Linked DNA regions of Sus scrofa: all the other regions are linked to region 2. A link is a contact called in public Hi-C data. All regions are on one chromosome and are shown on one strand. Each heading gives the region's core, a stretch centred on a gene start, on an enhancer-like site or on the middle of the called end of the contact. The rest is flanking DNA. Distances are from core to core; before and after follow the strand shown.

Evidence for each region. Hi-C and Micro-C count contacts between places; a contact is called where the count stands out from the background.
Region 1: a contact with region 2 is called in a Hi-C map of liver, with 3 times the contacts expected there. The contact joins the promoter of MLXIPL here to the promoter of LOC106509660 in region 2. A contact is called at or near these places in 1 of 5 promoter capture datasets (liver), 4 of 47 Hi-C or Micro-C datasets (embryonic fibroblasts, liver and skeletal muscle) and 1 of 2 datasets of contacts at active chromatin or transcription factors (skeletal muscle).
Region 3: a Hi-C map of epiblast stem cells shows a contact between it and region 2, with 1.5 times the contacts expected there. The contact joins the promoter of CLDN4 here to the promoter of LOC106509660 in region 2. A contact is called at or near these places in 3 of 47 Hi-C or Micro-C datasets (embryonic fibroblasts, epiblast stem cells and omental adipose tissue).

Annotation. Positions count from the first base shown.
Region 1 is chr3:10,932,828-10,935,900 of Sscrofa11.1, reverse strand. It overlaps MLXIPL (carbohydrate-responsive element-binding protein), which reads left to right and starts at 1,644. Exons shown (of 15, transcript XM_021086328.1): 1 at 1,644-2,000. LOC102163947 (a long non-coding RNA gene) reads left to right here. Exons shown (of 5, transcript XR_002342320.1): 5 at 54-288.
Region 2 is chr3:10,990,603-10,993,672 of Sscrofa11.1, reverse strand. LOC106509660 reads right to left here and starts at 1,720. Exons shown (of 6, transcript XM_013995547.2): 1 at 1,468-1,720. It overlaps STX1A (syntaxin-1A), which reads left to right and starts at 1,827. Exons shown (of 11, transcript XM_003124422.5): 1 at 1,827-1,920. The coding sequence starts at 1,891.
Region 3 is chr3:11,050,905-11,054,090 of Sscrofa11.1, reverse strand. It overlaps CLDN4 (claudin 4), which reads right to left and starts at 1,810. Exons shown (of 1, transcript NM_001161637.1): 1 at 772-1,810. The coding sequence starts at 1,648. The coding sequence ends at 1,019.

The DNA of each region.
Region 1 (3,073 bases), core at 395-2,894, 58 kb after region 2:
GGGTTATAACCACCTCCAGACTAATTCCAGGTCAATCTGACATTTTTCCATAGGTGTGGCTGGAGCTAAGAGGGAGCCTGGAGAGAGAAGACTTGTCCAAACACCCCTGTTTTAAATATGGGTGGGTTAAATCCAGGATGCTCAGTTAAATCTGAATTTTAGATAAACAGTATGAATAATATTTTAGTGTAAGAATGCCCCAAATATTCATGGGACATACTTAGACTTAAAAAATATTTATTTTTATCTTGGAGTTCCTGTCATAGCACAGCAGAAATGAATCCGACTAGGAACCATGAGGTTGTGAGTTTGATCCCTGGCCTTGCTCAGTGGGTTAAGGATCTGGCATTGCCGTGGGCTGTGGTGTAGGTCACAGATTGAGCTTGGATCTGGCATTGTTGTGGCTGTGGTATAGGCCAGCGGCTACAGCTTCGATTAGACCCCTAGCCTGGGAACCTCCATATGCCATGGGTGCGGCTCTAAAAAGACAAAACATATATACATATAGTTTGTCTGAAATTCAAATTCAGCTGGGCCTCCTGGATTTTTATTTGCTAAATCTGGCAACCCTAAGTAGAGGGAAACTGAGGCCCTGGGAGAGGGAATGAGTATCTTCTCTGGTTGCTGAGCCTGTTCATGAATGCCCCTGCCTGGCTCAAGCCCCAGGCCCCTTACACACACACACACACACACACACACACACACACACACACACACAGCCTCTGATTTCATTCTCGGGTCCTAGCTCTGGCCGTGAATGGGTGTCTGTCCAAGGCGGCAGGACCAAGCCAAGAGCATGGGGAGAGGAAAGCGTGTGCAGACAAAGGCTGAGCTTGCCCCCCAGGACGGCACTGAGTATGGGGGTTTGGAAGGAGTAGGGGTGTCCTCATCGCTCCCCTTCTCAAGATGCCGACCCTAGGGCCACCACTGGCCTGTCCCTGTCCTCTCTCTGGGCGGCTACCCTGTGGGTGTTCAGGGTGCTTGTGGAACGATTGTGGCCATCAGGAGGAATGTGAGGACCCAGAAGGCAGATCACCTGAGGGAGGTTGGTGAGCTCCAGGCGGCAGGAGGGGGTGAGGGAAGAGGCTTCAGAGAGCGTGGGGTTCAGGGAGGGAGGCTCAAGGCAGAGCGTGCGGGGGGAGGGTGGTGCAGGGAAGGGAGGAGGCTTAGGAGGCAGCAGGGACCCGGAGGAGAGCAAGGAGGTCAGAAGGGGTTTCCAGGAGGCAGCGAGCCCAGGGAGGGCAGAGGCTGGGGAGGGGGAGGGCTCAGTAAGGAGCGGCGATGTGTGCGAAGCCGCGGGGGCTGCGCAGAGAAGGGAGTGGGGGTCGGTGAGGGCGATGGGAAATCGGGAGAGAGCCAAGTTTGGAGGTGGCTCAGGGCTGGGCCTCGGATGGAGCTGGCGTCCAGGGGATGAATGGGGTTCAGTGAGCCAGATGGGAACTCAGGACGGACGTGAGGTTGGAAGAGGGGCTGGAGCCCAGGGAGTAACCGAGGCGGTCCTGCCGCCACCTCTGCCCACCTGGGCCTGGCTCCACGCCCCTGGCTCCTCCCTTCTCCAACCCAGCCCGCGGTTTGGGAGCCAGGCTCCAAGCCCCCGCGGAGAGGGGGGTTAAAGGTGAGCGGGCACGAGCGGGTCCCAGACGGGGATTGGCAGGAGCCTGGGCCCAGGGCCCGGGCCATGGCTGCCCCACAGGCCTCCAGCTGGGTGAGCGGCTGCCACCCACGTGCTAAGGAGAGAAGGAGGCACCGGATCAAGGGGCAAAGGACACCCCGAGCGAGCGGGAGGGCGGAGGCCGGGCAGTGCCCACGTCCACACCCGCTGCTAAAAGCCGGCCCGCGGCGTCGCGCAGCGCACAGAGCCCTCTGCCGCCGGCGTAGAGAAGCCGCTGAGAGCGGCTGTGGCCCCGAGCATCCCGCGTGCTCCCCTGGACAGACGCCTCCCGGGGAGACCCCGTGGCCTGGTTGAGAGCTCCCTTACCTGCAAATCCCGCGGAATCCAGGTAAGCGGCACGGACGGGGGTCCACTGGGGGCAGATGCTTAGCACAAGGGGAGTCAGAGCCTCCCTTATGCTGGATCTCAGTCTCCTCACCTGTCAGATGGGGAGGGGGCGCTTCTATGGCTCTGCTGGGCTGCAGGGGTTAATACCTTGTGTACCTGCCCCCCTTCACTCAGGCGCCTCTGCGGGGGTGGGGTGCAGGGAAGAGGAAACCTCATACCCCAGAGAGGGCTCAGGATCAAGAATCCCAGACGAGCTCATCCTGCCTGCTCTTCCTGGAGACTCACGGACTCCCACTGCCTCCGGGCCCCACTGGCTGGGCTGGGACTGAATCTTGGTCCGGGGCTCTCCCTGGAGCTAGGTGTGGGACCAGAGAGCCAAGAGGGAGGGCATTCCTCCCTGCCGTCCCCCTGCCCTGGGCAGGGGTGGGTGCTAGTAGTAAAGCTGGTTCCAGGTGGGCCCTTGGGTGAGGGACCAGGACTCAGACTCCTCCTGGCTGGGCAGGGAGAAGCCACATGTCATGGTGGGACAGAGAAACCGTGTGGATTCCCAGCCACCAGGCTTTAGTCAACAGGTAGGGGCTAGGGAAGTGGTGAAGGCCACCCACGCTGGTCTGGCTTAGGGAGGCCAGGGCTCCCTGCCGACTCCCAGCCACCCTGCCCCCACCTGTGTCCCCTGAGTCCACACGTGGGGGCCAGGAGCTGGGGTCCAGCCTGGGCTGGTTTAGGAGCTTTGGGTGCTTGTCTCTGTCTGGCTGTGTGACCTTGGGCTTGTTACTTCCTTTCTCTGGGCCTGGCTCTCCCTCTGTGATGTAGGGAGGCTTCCTGGGCCACTGGTATGGAAACAAGGACAGAATAAACTGGGACAACAGGATGCCTCAAAGGACAGGGAAGCCCCCTCCAAACAAGGTCTCACTTGTCCTTTGCAAGGGGGAGGATGCAGCTGAATCAGGCGGCAGGTGGGGCCAGGGATCTACCCGGCCTCCATCTTGCCCAAGTTCTCTCAGCATCTGGCCAGCTCCTGCCCAGGCCCCAGATCCTCAGAAAAGGGGCCTGGGTCCCTCAGGCCCTGGAACC
Region 2 (3,070 bases), core at 471-2,970:
AGGGCTTTGTGGAGCCACATAGAAGGAGCCCAGAGCTCATTCTTGGGTGGTCAGGGACAAATTCTTGAAGGAGGTGACGCCTAGGAGGGAAGAACTAGAAGTCATTGGCCAGGTGCATGGTGACGAGAGAAGAGACAGGGAGGAGAGTGCTCCAGGCACGTGCAAAGACCCCAGAAGTGAGTGCAGAGCAGGCATCATGGCTGCTCACACAGTGGGAGCAACGGTGGCCTCCAGGAAGGAAGGCAGGGCCAGATCACAAAGGACACGGAAAGCCTTATTGGGGGGTAATGTTTGATGAATGAGTGAATGAGACTAAGACCTGTACCAGAAAGAAAGAGTATAAGGTGAAGAGCCCACATTCATTCTTTATTCATTTTTCATGCTACCATTCAATGTGCATCCCAACAAGTAATGTTTGGCATGACACTAGGACTCTCTGAGGGCAGGAGCTGTGTCTCCCCTTCTGCCCTCTCCCCATGAAGCCAGACACTGGGCTCTGGGGGCTGCAACCATGACTTGCCCCACTGAGTCACCCTGCACACAGAAATTACTCTGGACCAGGAAGCAGCACCTTCCCTGCCACCCATTTCCCAAAATCCTGGGAAGGCTCTCTGGCAGGTGAGTCCTGGTTTCGCATCTGTCAAATGGGGCACCGTCAATGTCTGGACAAGTGGAAGGGGTGTGGTCATCTCTCATGCCAGGCTACGTTGGAGCTAATCTTGGGCCAGACTTTCCAAGGAAGGAGGGATAGCTGGAACAGTGTCTCCAGCCTGTCTGCCAGCCAGCTAACCTATGCCCACCGTCTGGGAGAAGTGCCAGGCTCAGACACACTGGGCAGCAGGGGACTGGTCCAGCTCCAAAACAACACCTTGGCAGCCCTGGGGAAGGGAAGGGGGAGTGCTTGGCTCGAGGTCAAGAGCGTCTGGGCCAGGGCACAGAGGGGACAGCTGGGTGTGTGCATGTGGCTGTTGCTCAACGAGATGCTGGCAGGGAGCAGAAAAGGAGCATCTGCTCCTGACTAGCCGCCACCCACCACCCCTCTGCAGTACGCCAAAGATCTTTCCATTCGTCCAGAGAAGCTGGGCCCCAAACTAGCTGCCCCCAGCTTCTAGACAGGAAATAAGATCTCAGGGCTGGGGCTGGGATGCAGGGTTGAGAATGAAGGGAAAGGAGAAGGACATGGGACTACAACTTCGATCTCCTTCCCCAAAGATAGAGGGGCTCCTGCATCCCCTTGGGAGTGGGAACTAAAGGCAAAGGGGTGGTCTCGCAACATCAGGCATTGAACTGAGAAATCCTGGGGAAAGAGAGGGCCAGCATCTGAGAGTGGATAAGATGTTGGGGAGAGACAGGAAGGGTAAGGGCTCAAAGGCTGGAACCCTGGAGGCTTTGGGCTGGAGAAGGCTTCTGGAGAGGGATGCTGGAGGTCCTAAGGCAATAAGAGGAAGGAGGGAGGTGGGGTCTAACCTCTAGCAAATCCCTGGCGATGTGAGGCGCTCTAGGGGTGAAGATCCAGGGTCCAGAAGGAGGGATGCTGAGCGGCCGAATCGAGGGAGGGTTGAGATGGGGGAGGGAGCAGGGGCTCTGGGGCCCGACCCCAGGCAGGATCACGAGGCGTCGAGAACGCAGGGGGCCGAGGTTCCAGGGCTGTGACGCTTCTGGAGACCTGGTGTGAGGATGGGAGCGGGAAGCCAGAGGCCCTGACCCAGGTTCCAGGCCGGGACCGGCCGGGGCGGGGCGGGGCGGGCGCGGGGCGGGGCCGGACTGAGGGCTGGGCCGGGGTCCCGGGGGCCGGGGCGGGGCCGGGCTGGCGCTGCGCAGCCGCGGGGCGGCCGCCGCGCATGCGGGGCTCACAGGGCTGCAGCCGGCGCCGCTGCCACTCCCGGGAGCATGAAGGACCGAACCCAGGAGCTCCGCACGGTGAGTCCGGCCCCTGCGCGGCGCCTCTTGCCGCTCGCGTCCAGCGCGCTGGTCGCTCTCTGCCCAGCTTCGGTGACAGCTGGGACGGCAGCCCCTGCGTCCCCGGCCAGGGTGGGAAGAAGCGGTGCCCAGCCGGGGACCGCGAATCTTCTCCGGGTCCCGCCCCTCGGACCCACTGGGGTCACGGGCTCGCGTGAGCTCGGCTCCGATGGCCCGCGGGCTGGCGGCTGAAACCCGGGGTCCGGGATTAACTTTTCGGCGCCCCCTTGCTTTGGGGGGTCGGAGGGCTATTCTCGGATATAAGTGGCGGGACAGAAGCCTGGCCTTCTCCCTGCTCTGCGGAGCCGGTCCCGTCTTGGTCTCCCCAGGGTGTCTCCTCACTGACCCTCCTGTCCCCTCCTCCATTATAGACAGATGGGACTGGTGGGAAGGGGCCGAGAGCAGTCCCCTGCCCAGAGCCCCGCTGCAGGGCGCGCTGCGGAAACCGGGCGGTGGGGTGGGGCCGGGCTCCTCCAGCGGACGCTGTCTCGCCGGGCGCTTGCCGCTCGCTGCCCCCATCACCTCCCATCACCTGTAGCTCCCATCACCTGTGGCTCCCCACCCGGTGGCGATGGGCATCTGCTGCCCGCCCTAGTCCGAGAGGGATCAGACCCGCTCCCAGTCTTTTTCTGGCTTATGGGCAGCCCGGGCCGGCGTTTCCAGACCCTTCCAGGGTTCCCTGGTCTGATTCCGACCTGAACCTATTTTTCCACCTGTGTTTCGGAGGCCCCTGGGGTGTGGCTTCTGGGGTGGGGTTTGGATAGGGGGAGTAGAAGGATGCGCAAAGGTACCTAGTCAGAGCCCGCTTCTCCCAGTCCTGACAGAGATCCCTGCCACCCTCTCCTTCTCAGCAAGCCCCCCCTCTCCCCTGGCCTTAGCCATTTACCAGAATGTTTGCACTTCTGCCCTTAGAGATGGCCATCCTCGGGCACCTGTGGGGGGCAGTGAAGGAAATGAAACCTGTCTGTGGGGAGGGGGGCATCAGGGCTCTAGACCAGGCTGAGACTCCTCAGATGCTCTGGCTGACCTCTCTGCTGGCTCCTGGTCTCTGGGAAGAGGGGGCCCTAGCTCACTGCCTCCCCAGAACCCTTACTCTGCTGCCCAGCTTAGA
Region 3 (3,186 bases), core at 561-3,060, 60 kb before region 2:
ACCTGTTTTGCAAGCATTCCTGTCCTAGCCACCACCCCAGGGGTCCTCCCCCTCCCCGCAACCCCCCTCCACCCTCCCCCCGCCGTTACCAACCCCCTGCCCAGGCCTCCAGCCCCACCCCACCCACCTCCACAGCTGAAATCAGAAACAATACGGAGTCTTCTCTTCCTGTGCACAGGTCCCATTTATTGTAGAAAATAATAGCAATTACCGTGACAAATAGTTTAACTTACAAAACAGAAACCACACAGGAGGCCGGAAAAGCCCCAGGGCTTCCTGGCTGAGGGCCAGAGGAAGACTGTCCTCCCTGCCCTCCCCAGGCTAGTCAATGACCTTGGCAGGGGTGGAAGATTCCAGAGGTGGCCAGTCTCCGAGGGGCCCAGGGTCCGCCCGCTGAGGTTGCAGAGGCAGAGCCCTGAGGTGGCAGGGTGGGGGCAGGAAGGGGTGCGGGCCACCTGGACAGCCTCTGTGGCCCCCTCCCCCACCACTACCCAAACCAGTTTGTAGCACCTCTGCCCCTCCCCTCTAAACCTGTCTGTCCACACCACTCCGGTGACTGTGTTCCACGGGCAGGTGGGTGAGCAAGGCAGCCGATCTCATGGCCACAGGTTTCTGTGGGCAAGGCACAGCCCAAGTGCTGGCTGACCCACCCAGAGGATGCCGGCGGAGGCAGTGGGGAAGGTCAAAGGAGGAGACATTGTCCACTCAGAGGCAGAGCCCACGCAAAGTCAGGGCTGAGCTGTCCTGGCCAGCAGGAGCCAGCCCCCAGTATCCACAGCCATTCAGAGGAGGGCAGCGCAGGAGTCTCTTTCCATCCATCCTTGCTAGCATTGGAAGTGGCCTTGGGAAGGTGTCCGAGAGGGTCAGAAGGCGCTGAGGGGCCTCTGGCCAGCGGCCCGGCTCAGTCCCTGCTTGCCCAGCCCTGGCAGCCTGCGGCCCGTGGCAGGGCCATTCTGGAGTCACAGATTGCAGTCCAGGGAGAAACCAAGCTGAAAGGAAAAGAATCGGCGGTAGCACCTTACACGTAGTTGCTGGCGGGGGCGGAGCGGGCGGCGGAGTACTTGGCTGAGTAGGGCTTGTCGGTACGGGGTGGGCAGTTGCAGCAAAGCAGGGCGCCACCGAGCATCAGCAGGCCAGAGGCAGCCCAGCCGATGTAGAGCGAGGCACCCATCTCCCGCTTCTGGCCCGAGGCCACCAGGGGATTGTAGAAGTCGCGGATGACATTGTGGGCGGTCCAGGACACGGGCACCATCACCAGCAGGCCGGCCAGCAGGAACACCACACCGGCCACGATCATGGTCTTGGCCTTGGCGCTCTCATCATCCACGCAGTTGGTGCACTTGCCGCCCACCACCGACAGCAGCACACCTAGCACGGCCAGGATGATACAGATGACGATGAGGGCGCGGGCCGCCTGCAGGTCCTGCGGCAGCGCCAGCAGCGAGTCGTACACCTTGCACTGCATCTGGCCCGTGCTCTGCACCACGCAGTTCATCCACAGGCCCTCCCAGATGGTCTGCGACGTGACGATGTTGCTGCCGATGAAGGCCGTGACGCGCCACATGGGCAGCGCGCAGCTCAGGATGGCCCCCAGCCAGCCCAGAACGGCCAGGGCGATACCCATCACCTGCAGCCCCATGGAAGCCATGGCTCAGGCTCTGCTGGGGTCTAGGAGCTGGAAGGAAGGCTGTGGGGTCCGGCCCTGGAGGCTGTTAGAGTCCAGACACCTGAACACCGATGGCCAGTCAGCGTCCGAAGAGAGGCTTTTCACCGCAAGTCCAGAGGCAAAGCCGATTGAAGCGTCTCTCCTGAGTCAGAGGCACAAGCCCAGCAAGCGCTCGCAGACTAGTTCCTTCCTGCCGCCAAAGTGCCACCTGCTCACAGAGTGGAGAGGTTATATGGTGCTGCGGGGGAGGGGCGGGGGCGAGGGAGGGGTTTCAGTCGCAGGAGCCGCCCCCCTGACCAGTTTCTCTAGATTCCTGAGCCTGCCAACAAAGGCACTTTAAGGCCCCAGCCCTGGGCCCCTGAGTCATGACCCTGGAGAGCCAGTATCAGAGGAAACTGCCCTTTCCCCCGGCCCCCAGGCCCATGCTGAAGTCACACGGGAGACAGACACTGAGTCACAGCCTACACGCACCTGGACATACCTGGGGGGCCGGAAGGGGAGCCTTCAGGTCCGGGACCTGAGGTCCTGGGTCCCCACCCCCCGGGGCTCCATCATTCCAGGCTTGGGTGGGTGGATGGCGGGGGCGGGGGCGGGAGCGGAGACCCTCAGGGAGAGGATCTGAGGATGCAGCCCTGGGGACTTCAGAGGGCAGCTGTACCCTGATCCCTGCAATGAGTCCTTATCAGCTTATCCGTCACTGGTCTGATAATGGCTATTAAGAGCCTCACCATCCATGCATCCGCCTCACCAGGGAGGGACCAGCTTAAGGAACCAGGAGCTGGGGGGCCTGGGCTCCTGGGTCCATCACCTGCCCTCCCCATCCCTCGGCACCATCATCTGGCTTCCCAGCCCTGCTGGAGGAGGAGGGGTCTGGGAGGTGATGCTCCTTCGGACAAAGAAAGAAGGAAGGCTGCCGGCCCCTGCCCCCCGACATTTCCACCAGTTCCTGCCAGAGCTGAGCCTCTTTGGCCAAAACTGGGTTGGGGAGGTCGCTGAGAGCAAACCGTGGCCAGACCCTGGGACCTCAGCCCAGCAAATGGGTGTTTACTCAGTGAAGACACACAAAACCGTCGTCCGATAAAGGCAGGATGGGAGCAAAGTCCCCTGTGACCTGGAAGGGGAGGGGGAGCTCAGAGCAGATGGGGTTCCAGGAAAAGGGGCTCAACAGGCAGGGGGAGCTCCTTGGCACAACTCCAGGGGGCGCTAACTTCTTGGCCTGTGCTGAGGAGGACTCTGATGGCAGAAATCACCGGGGACGGGCCGCCTGGAGTTGTGCAAGGCTGGGGGACGAGGTGAAGGGGACGGAACAATGAGGACAAAGGTGCCCGAGGTGTGGAAAGGCAGCAAGTTCTGGGAACCAGAACAGATTCAGAGGAATCCAGTCTGACCAGAGCCGGGGGTAGTGGGGGAGGGGCTGAAGCGAAAGAGCCAGAAATCTCTGCCTCAGGCATCACTGAGCCCGGGGCTGTGCACAGACACTGAGTTGAGCAAGGGCCTTGGATGCCAGGCTGAGAGGTCTC